2 separate regions of the Mus musculus genome follow, and region 1 is linked to region 2. The links are chromatin contacts, called in public Hi-C maps. All regions are on one chromosome and are shown on one strand. The core of a region is the stretch at or near the end of the contact, and the rest is flanking DNA. Distances in the headings are between cores, read along the strand shown. Region 1 has its middle 120 kb from the start of Mpdz. Region 2 has its middle 31 kb from the start of Tyrp1.

The links. Hi-C and Micro-C count contacts between places; a contact is called where the count stands out from the background.
Region 1: a contact with region 2 is called in a Hi-C map of cerebral cortex, with 4 times the contacts expected there. The contact joins two enhancer-like sites. A contact is called at or near these places in 18 of 484 Hi-C or Micro-C datasets (the AML12 cell line, the C2C12 cell line, the N1E-115 cell line and 14 more) and 2 of 115 datasets of contacts at active chromatin or transcription factors (astrocytes and embryonic stem cells).

What each region holds. Positions count from the first base shown.
Region 1 is chr4:81,560,387-81,565,171 of GRCm38.p6, forward strand. No RefSeq gene overlaps it. Among named protein-coding and RNA genes, the nearest start is that of Mpdz, 120 kb to the left of the region's middle. Within about 2 kb of position 3,330, at least 31 of the 459 cell types and tissues checked have an H3K27ac peak or open chromatin away from gene starts, as enhancers often do. A contact at or near this core is called in cerebellar granule neurons and cerebral cortex, where this site is marked.
Region 2 is chr4:80,862,310-80,867,854 of GRCm38.p6, forward strand. No RefSeq gene overlaps it. Among named protein-coding and RNA genes, the nearest start is that of Tyrp1, 31 kb to the left of the region's middle. Within about 2 kb of position 2,517, at least 95 of the 459 cell types and tissues checked have an H3K27ac peak or open chromatin away from gene starts, as enhancers often do. A contact at or near this core is called in cerebellar granule neurons and cerebral cortex, where this site is marked.

The DNA.
Region 1 (4,785 bases), core at 2,080-4,579, 700 kb after region 2:
ATAGGATGATATCCCATGCTCTTTTAATTTTAATGGTACAATGGTGATATAAGGGGTGTCCTACAAGCTAGATCTACATTCAAGGAAAGGATCGGAAGTGAAGATCAAGGACTGCCATCCTAGGACTTGCTGTTTCCAACCCAACAGGCACCCTAGCAATATCCTACATCGCCCTTCTCAGGAGGGTTGACTCTCCACCATGTCCCCATGCTCGTGAGTATCTAAAGAAGAAATAGGAGAAGGAAGGAAAGACACAAGAAAGGAAGAAGGAAGGAGGAAACAAAGTCAAGGATAGAAGGAGTATGAAAGGAAAAATTTGGAAGGAGAAAGGAAGAAGAAATGAAGGATAAAAGGAGAAAGAAACTAGGTTGTAAAAGAGTGGGGAGGAGGAAAGCAAACAAAAAGAAGGAAGAGATGAAGATCAAAAGGAAGGGAAAGATGGAGAAAGGAAAGAGGTAAGACGAAAAGCAGGAGGAAGGCAAAGAGAGATCCAGGAAGTAACAAAAAGGAAGGAAAAAAAGAACCAAAAAGGAAGTAAAAAGGAAGGAAAGAAGAAAGGAAAAGAAAAGGAAAAAGAGAAGGAGAAAAGGAAAAGAGACTTGAGAAAGGATGGCAGGAAAGAGTAAGGACGAAGGATGGGAGAAGAGAAAGGAAAGGAAGGAATAAGGAAGTAAAAGATGGAGGACAAGTAAAGAAGGCAAAGGGGGAAGAGAGGAAAAGAAGATAAAAAGAAGGGAGAGGAGGGAAGCTGCAGGGAGGGAGGGAAGGAGGGAGGGAATGGTGGGAGGGAAGGGCTGACAGAAGGAAAAGGGAGGAGGGTGGCAGACAGGCTTCAGAACTGTTAGCAAGGCATGCCAAAGTGATGTTCTGGAAACTGCAAGAATAGGTCCTAGGGTGGAAAGCCAGGGAGGTGGTGGGAGCTGTGTGAGGCATTGAGGGATTGATAGTGATCATACGGGTGAAAGGGCAATGCCCACATCAAGGCAATGCACAGTAGTGTTTCCTGTCCTTCAGGACTCCGAGGCTCTTTAATGAGTGGAATTGTGAACACAGCTCACTTTTTTCTCCACATCTGTGTTCTACACATCTAGTGTCTTGTATTATGGCATTAAAATATTTCCCAAGCCTTACTGCCCCTTGAAGCCAGTGTCATATTTTAAAGGGGTGAGTGCTTGAATAAATATACACACAGAGGGGAAAGCCCATCTGAGGAGGCAGGTCCAGCCTCCACCCCCACAAATATGCTCAGCGTCTCAATACACAGAGGCTCCCTTCCCAGAATAAATCATTTCCAGGCCCAGGGCTGCATAGAAGTCCCAGTCGGAGAGCACAATTCACAGTGGCTGTCATCACATCCAGAGCATTTCGCAGCTGAAGAGGCTGTTTTAATTATAAGACAGAGCAGTGCTTAGGAAAACCCAGGGAAATGGATGCCATCCGGTAGCAAACATTTTAATAAGAGCTTGTTGGTTTTGAGGCCTTCGTTCTTTGGTTTTTTGATCCTAAGAGGGTCTGACCTTGCTGGAGACATCTGGGAAGAAAACAAGCTCTGAGCAATCTCTGCAGGACTTCTGGACTGCTTTGATATTGGGCTTTTATAATAATGAATGTCTTTCTTTAAGTACCTAATCTTCTACTGGGTTTCCATCTGTATAGTCAACAGATGATATTAGGCCCTTCTTTCTGCCAGGTAGTGGAATATAGACGTGAACAGAATAGTCACCCAGCCTGGATGTGGGTTGTCTTGGTGGAAAGCAACCCATCTTGGGAAACCTTAAATCTGAGCTAGCTACCACAATGGGGGCCTCTCTTTATGTGGAAGAACATGTAAAATGGGTATGGCCTGCTGAGCAACATCAGAGATGGTTTCCACAAGGAAGCGCTGCCTGAGAAAAGGCAAAATGAAGGGAGATGACCTTGAAGGCAAGACTGAAAGACAGGCTTCTAAGGGGTCTATCTGGCAGGAGAAAGCAGAGAGAGAGAGAGAGAGAGAGAGAGAGAGAGAGAGAGAGAGAGAGAGAGAGAGAGAGAGAGAGAGACAGAGAGAGAGACAGAGAGAGAGAGACAGAGAGAGACAGAGAGACAGAGAGAGAGAGACAGAGACAGAAAGACAGAGACAGAGACAGAGACAGAGAGACAGAGAGAGGGAGGGAGGGAGGGAGAGAGGGAGAAAGGGAAAGAGAAGCTCCTGCGGAAGGGGTTCATTCACCAAGACCTGTGGCCACATAGTCTTAACTTAGCAGTGTGAACTAGACAATGCCCTCCCTTTGTAGGGTAGCGCCACAAAGCTAAAAGAGTTTAACTGATTCAAAGCCATGAGCAGGCAGAGATGTCTCCCAGACAAGGCTAGAAGGAAATTTACCCACTTCTGAATCTGAGATTTGAGCTGCTGCCCTCCCTGCACATTTTGTCCAGAGGCAGTTGCCTTTAGAAACCCACGGAAGGACAGTGTCACGCCACACACAGGTTCAGTAGTACATTGGTTCATTCACCTGAGACGTTTTTCTTGTTCATTATGTATGCAGAAATAGTAAGGGTTGTTTCTTATGTACCAGACATCCTATTAGAGTATATTGTAAACTTTATCTCATGAGAATCTCAGTAAACCCCATAGATTAAGTAGAATGCTGTTACCATCCTCTTTCCATGAAAGAAGTAATCCGAGATTAACAAGTTTGAGTGTCCTACCTTAGGTCACACAGTTTAGAAACAGCAGAGAAGACCCTTGAATGGGGTGGGGGAAGAACCTGCCGTAGGAAAAAAGATTCTCTGAAGCTTTGACACAGTTAGGAATGCTTTAGGAAACCACTGTGGTTTCCTAAATTACAACAGAAAGTTTAATACGAAGGGTGGCGATTTAACAGAAATGTTTCTTTCTGGATGATAAAGGTAGCATCTCTCTCTCTCTCTCTCTCTCTCTCTCTCTCTCTCTCTCTCTCTCTCTCTCTGTCTGTGTGTGTATGTATGTATGTATGTATGTATGTATGTATGTATATGCACACACGTGTGCGCGTGCCAGAGTGAGAGAATACAGTTATAAAGGCGAGGAGTTGATGGGAGGAGGTGAGAGTTGAAGAACGCTTCTAATTTAGCAGCCTACAATTTACTAGAAATTTATGGCAACCCTCCCACCACAGACTGGTGGAGGTGAGGGAGGGTCGTCGGGGAAAGCCTGTGCAGTGGAGCCAGAGCATCCACGCAGCAAGCTCAGGCCACTCTGCTCCTTCCTCTGTCAGTAGGAAACGCTTGCTTTGCCTTCTGGTGCCTTCACACCAACATTCCTGACTCTCTCACACCCGCCTCTCGTGTAAAGCTTGTCAGGTCTCACTTGGTGAAGTGAGTGAGACTGGAGAACATCAGAATGTGCTGTTCAGGAGTTCTGCTTCAGAGCAGGGAGCCAGGCTGCATAAAAATGTGGCCAACGCTGCAGTGCGTGGGGGGATTTAAGGCAGCGGCAGCACTCACGGAGTGAGACCAATGAGATTCATTGCAGGTGTAGACCGTGGCAGTCTCCACGAAGTCTGGAGCAAGGGCTTTGGCAGGAACATATTTTTTATTTTATTTTTCAGTTCTTTGATTGCCTTAATTAAAATACCCATTGCAGCAAATGTTAGCACTTAGTAAAAGAACCCAGTGTATCTTTGCCTCAAAGTTGTGTGAGAATTAGAAATGATCTATGGTTCCTAAAAGAAATAACCATAAAGAAAGAGCTTGGATTTTTTTTTTTTTTTTTAACACAGCAAGAAGCATGGAAGTATAATGTAAGAATCTGAAACTTCCATTAAGACTTCTCAGTTTTCGGAATCCAAGTTTCATATTTGTGCCTGGTGGTAGTAAATGCGAATGTTAACCCAACCCTAATTGTTTTTTAGCTTTTGCCCTGACTGTAATAAAGGCTCCCAGGCTAGGAAATGGTTCACAATTTGTTAGTGGAACAGGAAATTTTTATTGGTAGTGGAGCATCCACATGACTGCTGATTTCTATTTATAAAATTCTTCGCATTTTTCCTTCAGGTTTACCAAGGGATTTGGTATTTTCTAAGACATTTAATTTGGTGTCTGGGTGCTTCGCTAAGTAAATAAACAGAAATTTTCTTTCTGTTGCTAGACAAAAAAAAAAAAAAAGTTTTCTTTTAGAAGTCAGTAGAGGGCGCTGTTGGCATTTGATTTGGCTTTCTAATACCGTAGATGTTCCCTTCTTAATTAATTCAATGTTTGAAATCAAACCTCCGTTTAAATGTAATGATATTAATATGTGAGAATAGATGTGTAAACGTGGAGATTTTCCATTCCCATTAAACCCACAGAACCAAAGGTCTCTAGTTCTCCTCTGAGCCCCTTTGAGAGTACTTATGTATAGAAATGTTGGCTGCTATACATTAAAGCTGCACACAGTTGAGTTCATGCATCCAGGCAATGATTCAACATTTTGGAGACTGATTGCAAGTCGGGGAAGAAGGCAGCTTCCTGTGGTTTTCAAGAAAAAGGGGGAGAAAAGAAGGCAAAAGAGACATTAGCCTTAGAGCCCTACTTTTTAAGTTTTTCAAAAGAAACATTCTATTTGCTAGGTTTAAGGTAAAATTTATTATAGTTAATCCAGGAGTAAATATGTTTTGCAGTTAAGATTCTAGGTACATTTGACACTATTTTTATCCTTAATTTTTAAAAAGTTATTCTATTCCTTCTATTCCAGTTTGAGTTCCTTGGCCACAGGCTATAAAGATTACCACAGTCCCAGTATTTGAAGGATATTTCTACTTTTGGTTCATAGACTTTCATTAAAAT
Region 2 (5,545 bases), core at 1,267-3,766:
ATAAATAATACAATAACCTAGCAATAAGAAGTGTAGTGCCACGAGGGAGACAGAAGCAAAACCATGCGAAAGACTCTGACAGCTGGAACCTGGAACATCTGAGTTCTCAAGTTCCTGAGTTTAACAAAGTGTGAAAGACAAGTCTAGCTACACCTGGTAAGATTCATCTCTAATCCCAGAACTTGGAAGGCAGAGGTGGGGAGATCTATGTGAGTTCCAGGCCAGCCAGGCCTGATGTCATGAGATCCTATAAAAGAAAAACTAAGGATGAGTCTAAACATGCTGTATTAATCCAAAGACAAATCAGCCTCACAAGACGAAAATGCTTGTCCCTGTCAGGGAGGACTGGATGGGGCAAAGTCGACAGGCAACTCACAGAGCTCCATCAGTCTTGACCAAGAGAAAAAATTTAATATAAGAAATGGCAATGAAGTATGGTATATCTCACAATGTGCAACATAGGACAGAAGTTTATTCTCAATTTCCCTTTTGTTGTATACACACACACATACACACACAATTGTTAGGTTTGTAATATGAGGAAGAAAAGAAGGGACACTGAATAAAACTTACTGTGCCTTCTGAGAGAAATCAGAACAGTTTTTGTTTCAATTAAATAAATTGTGTTTGGAGGTATATTCTGGACCCCTTTTGTTATTTAGATTTCAAGCCAGAAGCTTATGATACGTCATCAAATGTACTACCATGCTGTTGTTTCTTTCTTACCCTCAGATTTGGCCCGATTTTGTCAATAAATCTGCTGAAAATTGAATAGAAATCTCCCACAAGATGGCCCCTTTGAGCACATTTCACAATTTTGATTATGGGCAACAAGCGACTCTGGCTGAAATGAACAACGTTCGCAGCTGCCGCTCTTTTTCTGGCTTAAAAATGCTCACGTGATCATTGAAAACAGAAGAAACAGCTTCTATGTTGATGGAAGAGACATTTGTAATTAATAATCCCCCCATACTGCTAACATTCCCAGCTAAACAATAATAGCAAGCATGTGTCCCCGTTTCTTGTATAATTACGCTCCTTCATCATGGTCATCAGGCTCTTCCGGGCGCACAATGAAAGGTGGGTGCTACAGCATCCAAGTACATCCACAGACAATAGATGAGCCTGACCGACTAAAGACACTGATGGTTGTGACCAAGCTGAAAGGGCTAGGCGGGCGTGGGAATCAGACCCACTTGGCCTATGCTAAGCATACAGATATTGAAAGGAATGGTTAATTTGGTAGACAAATATCTAAAGCTTTCAAAGAAAAACTGACCTATGATCCATGTTTAGCTTTCTTAAGAAAATTCCAGTGTGTGGAACGTTTGCAAGAATATAATGCACCCTCAAAAATGTTATAGGTAGGTTTAACTGGTACTACATTTTGCACATATGTTTTCGCTATTACTATTCGTGTGTGTGTGTGTGTGTGTGTGTGTGTGTGTGTGTGTGTGTGGTGTGTTTCCTGAGCAAGAATAGAAGTAAGTAGATGATATTTGGGCCCTTTATTCCTGTTTCAGTTGTGTCACCCCTGTGAATGTTTTTTCAGGAAAGTTCTCTTACTATACATAATGAAATGGAAAGGAAATTTGACAGAAATAGAACACTCCTTTCTAATGTGTAGTTCAAAACTTTCCCAGTTCTAGTAGTGACCTTTAGAATGTTTTTTATAAACAAACAAACAAGCAGCTTTTAAGAAGAAAAATAAAATCATGTAGAAATGCCAACATCTTAGTCCTAACTGTCTCAGACTCCCTCACCACATCGATCAGGCTGGCCTGGAACTCCGCCCGCCTTTGCTCCCTGAGTGCCAAAGTTAAAGGCGTGCCCCACTGGCTTGCCGGTCCTCTAGTAGTTCATAACTTCTCTAAGCGACCGTTTTCTTATATTTAAAATAAGGACAGCTCTACAAAACAAAAATAAATTTGTAAACACTCAAAGTAAGAATGTATGTTGTGTATCTGTAGTGATGGTGTATGGGCTTTAATGTAAAAGAACTTAATAAACTTCAAGAGGTTCTACGAAGTTCAGTGATAACTACATTTTTTAAACAATCATCTGTAAATATATATATATATATATATATATATATATATATATATATATATATATATATATGTATGCTGCAAAGTTTGATCTCTAGGTTTGCCATAGCTTGTAGCACGCTGATTTCCAACTGAATGCTCTCCTCCCAGTGCCATCGAGGGCATGTCACAGCTAATTATCTGTCATCACGCCCTGTTGCATAGGCGGTACCTTGCCTGCTGCTGCTGGGACCTCTCGCTGTCTGTTGATTCATTTGCATTACCTCCTGAGAGCCTCTGCTGTGTGTGGAGCACACAAAGCAGAGCCCAGGGGCTAACTGGCAGGCCCGTCAGAACCGCGGAACGCTTCTCAGTCCCCTCCTCATTACTTAGTGAGTAATGTGGGGATGTTCTCTGCTTCACGCGCTCTGGCAAAGTAAACGGTCATCTGCTGCTTCAGCTGCTTCCCAGCGTCTGGGGTGCAGCACTACAACGCAGGAGGAACTGCGCTTGCACTTATGCAAATCATGATGGAGCGCCTGGGTTTGGCAGCATTCCTTCCAGAAGCCTCCTTTGCGCGCTGCACCGGCTGCCTGTTTGGTGCTTCCAGGGTTTTGAGAGGCAACCTCAGAATAGATCTTGCCCAGCTCAATGTATTTCTATGTTCCTGGACTAAGGAAAACATTCAGCTCTTCCCTACGTCCATACTGAAACCACAATGTTTCAATTTCATCTCTAAAATACACGTTTGAGACCGAGTCGGCTTATGCATATCTGTCTTTTTAAATTAAGGAGATGTACTTCCTTAACTGATACTCCGGGTTAGATTTAAAATATATGAAAGCATTCTAACAGATCATCTACACATAGCACACGTACCAAATTGTTGGAGTGTATGTGTATGTGAATTTATATGACGTATATGTATATGTATACGTATGTGTGTATGTGTGTATATATATACATGTTATGATATGTATGTGTATATGTATATATAAGTATGATATATGTATATATGTGTGTGTGCACGTGTGTATGTATATATTAACATTTTGTCCTAATAATTTTATTATCACTATACATAGTTTTAAAGCAGTAAAGTGAATTTTATTCAGGTATTTCTTTTTTTCTCCAATTTTTTATTAGGTATTTTCTTCACTTACATTTCAAATGCTATCTCAAAAGTCCCCTATACCCTCCCCTCACCCTGCTCCCCTACCCACCCACTCACACTTCTTGGCCCTGGTGTTCCCCTGTACTGGGGTATATAAAGTTTGCAAGACCAAGGGGCCTCTTTGGAGCTGAGACGAAAGGATGGACCATCCAGAGACTGCCACACCTGGGGATCCATCCCATAATCAACCACCAAACGCAGACACTATTGCATACACCAGCAAGATTTTGCTGAAGGGACCCTGATATAGCTATCTCTTGTGAGGCTATGCCAGTGCCTGGCAAACACAGAAGTGGATGCTCACAGTCAGGTATTAGATGGAACACAGGGCCCCCAATGGAAGAGCTAGAGAAAGCACCCAAGGAGCTGAAGGGGTCTGCAATTCTATAGGAAGGACAACAATATGAACTATTCAGGTATTTCTTTAGCACCTTTCAGCTACTTTAATCCCAGCAAAGACAGGTCGGAAAGTGACAAAGATTCACTTCATCTTTGTACGAAATCTTAGTTCACTAACGGGTGGGAATTTTTGGTTTTCTTTCTTTTTTCTCTGCATTAGTCTATGCTTTTTAGGACAGAGTATTTCTGTAAAAAAAATAAATAAATTCATAGTCAGCTTAGAGAACAAGAGAATGGCAAAGATGCATGGCAAAAATTAATAATAAAATTGAAAACTGAGCCAGGAAACTTGTAAAGTCGTTGGAAAAGCTCTGTGCTTAGGGCCGCTTTCCTCTAGATGTCAGTGTAGTCCTAGACTTTACAGCCCCTAGCTGTACTGAACCGAAGGGCACAGGAAAATGTTTATTGCAGGCCCGTGCTATGTATGTAATTGAATGGTTTTTCTTTTGACAACTGAACCAGATTTGCAACTATGGATGTTCGTGTGAAGATGACATAATAGATTTTGTTCTAGAAGAACAAAACATGGCTAACACATCTTACACACACTGTTTTCTGCAACGTTGTAGGCATTTCCCAACCCTGGCATTCACTGTGGCATGCATAACTGAAGGATGTCATATGCTGAGATGTTAGTATTTTAAAAGCTCAATAAGTTCCATTATCTTAGATGGTTATTGATATAATTGATGATGACTGAACTCAATTTAATCTGCCCATTAGCATGGAGTCTTGCATTACACTTTTATCACCAAAAGGCTAGCAACACCAAATATTAGAAGAAAGAAAGTTATGAATCTGTGGAGTACGTATTGCAATTTATCACAACATGTGCAGCTAAACACGGAAATTCACAGTTCCCCAGCCATAAAGACACCATTATCATCTTCTCTAGAGATGAAACTTGATCACAGGGTTGGTATAGACAACTTCCTATACAGATGGCAAAAATACTAAAGAACTAAACTAGATGGTGGTGAAGATAAATAAATGTATATATATTCATTTCTCTGCTTGAATTAGTGACAAATTCTTATTCTGTCTTGGGCCTCTGGACTTCTCAACATGTGCCATGACCCAATCAATAGTTCAGCTGGTCATGTTACAAGATTGAAATTCTCCAAATGATAGATGGTAACAATTCACAAATGAGGGTTTATTTCACAGTTTAAAACAAAAAACAAATGAAGTCTAATAAGCCTTGCTCTCAGCAGACAGGTAGGCAAATGTCTGAGGTTGAGGCCATCTGAGTATACATAGCAAGTTCCAAGCCACTCAGAGCTACAGAGTGAGACCCTGTCTAAAATGTATCACCAAAACAAAATGTATCTTTAAGTAAAGATTTCAAAAATCACATTTTAATAGTTATCTCCAGTGACATTGATGATTCCCTATGTTTAAAATATTGTAAGGAATATTCTTTTTTGTCAACTTTACTACATCTGGAATTAACTAAAATTCTAAAGGCTGGATACACCTGTCAGGAAATTTTTTGTAGTTAAATCATTTGAAGTGAGAGGACCCATTCTTTTTTCGGGAGGCGGGGGGTAAGGGGGAAGAAAGGGTTCCAGATAGGGTTTTTCTGTGTAGCCCTGGCTGTCCTGGAACTCACTCTGTAGACCAGGCTGGGAGAGGATCCATACTTAATCTGAATTTTTGGGGTAAGAAGATACATTTTTAATCTGCTCCACATCTTCTGGTTGACAGCCTATATAAAGGACATGAGAGAAGGGAGCATGGAACATGGAACATGACCAGTTGAACTATTGATCCGGTACTGACTGACTCTTCAGGATTCCATCATGTACTGAAGATGAGCAGAGACATCCAGCCCCATGGGCTGAACTGGATTCTTGGCCTTTCTCTTGATAGACAGCCATCGTTGGATCTAGCCTAGCTGGACCACAGCCTGCAAACCACTGTAATAAATCCTGTATATAAATGT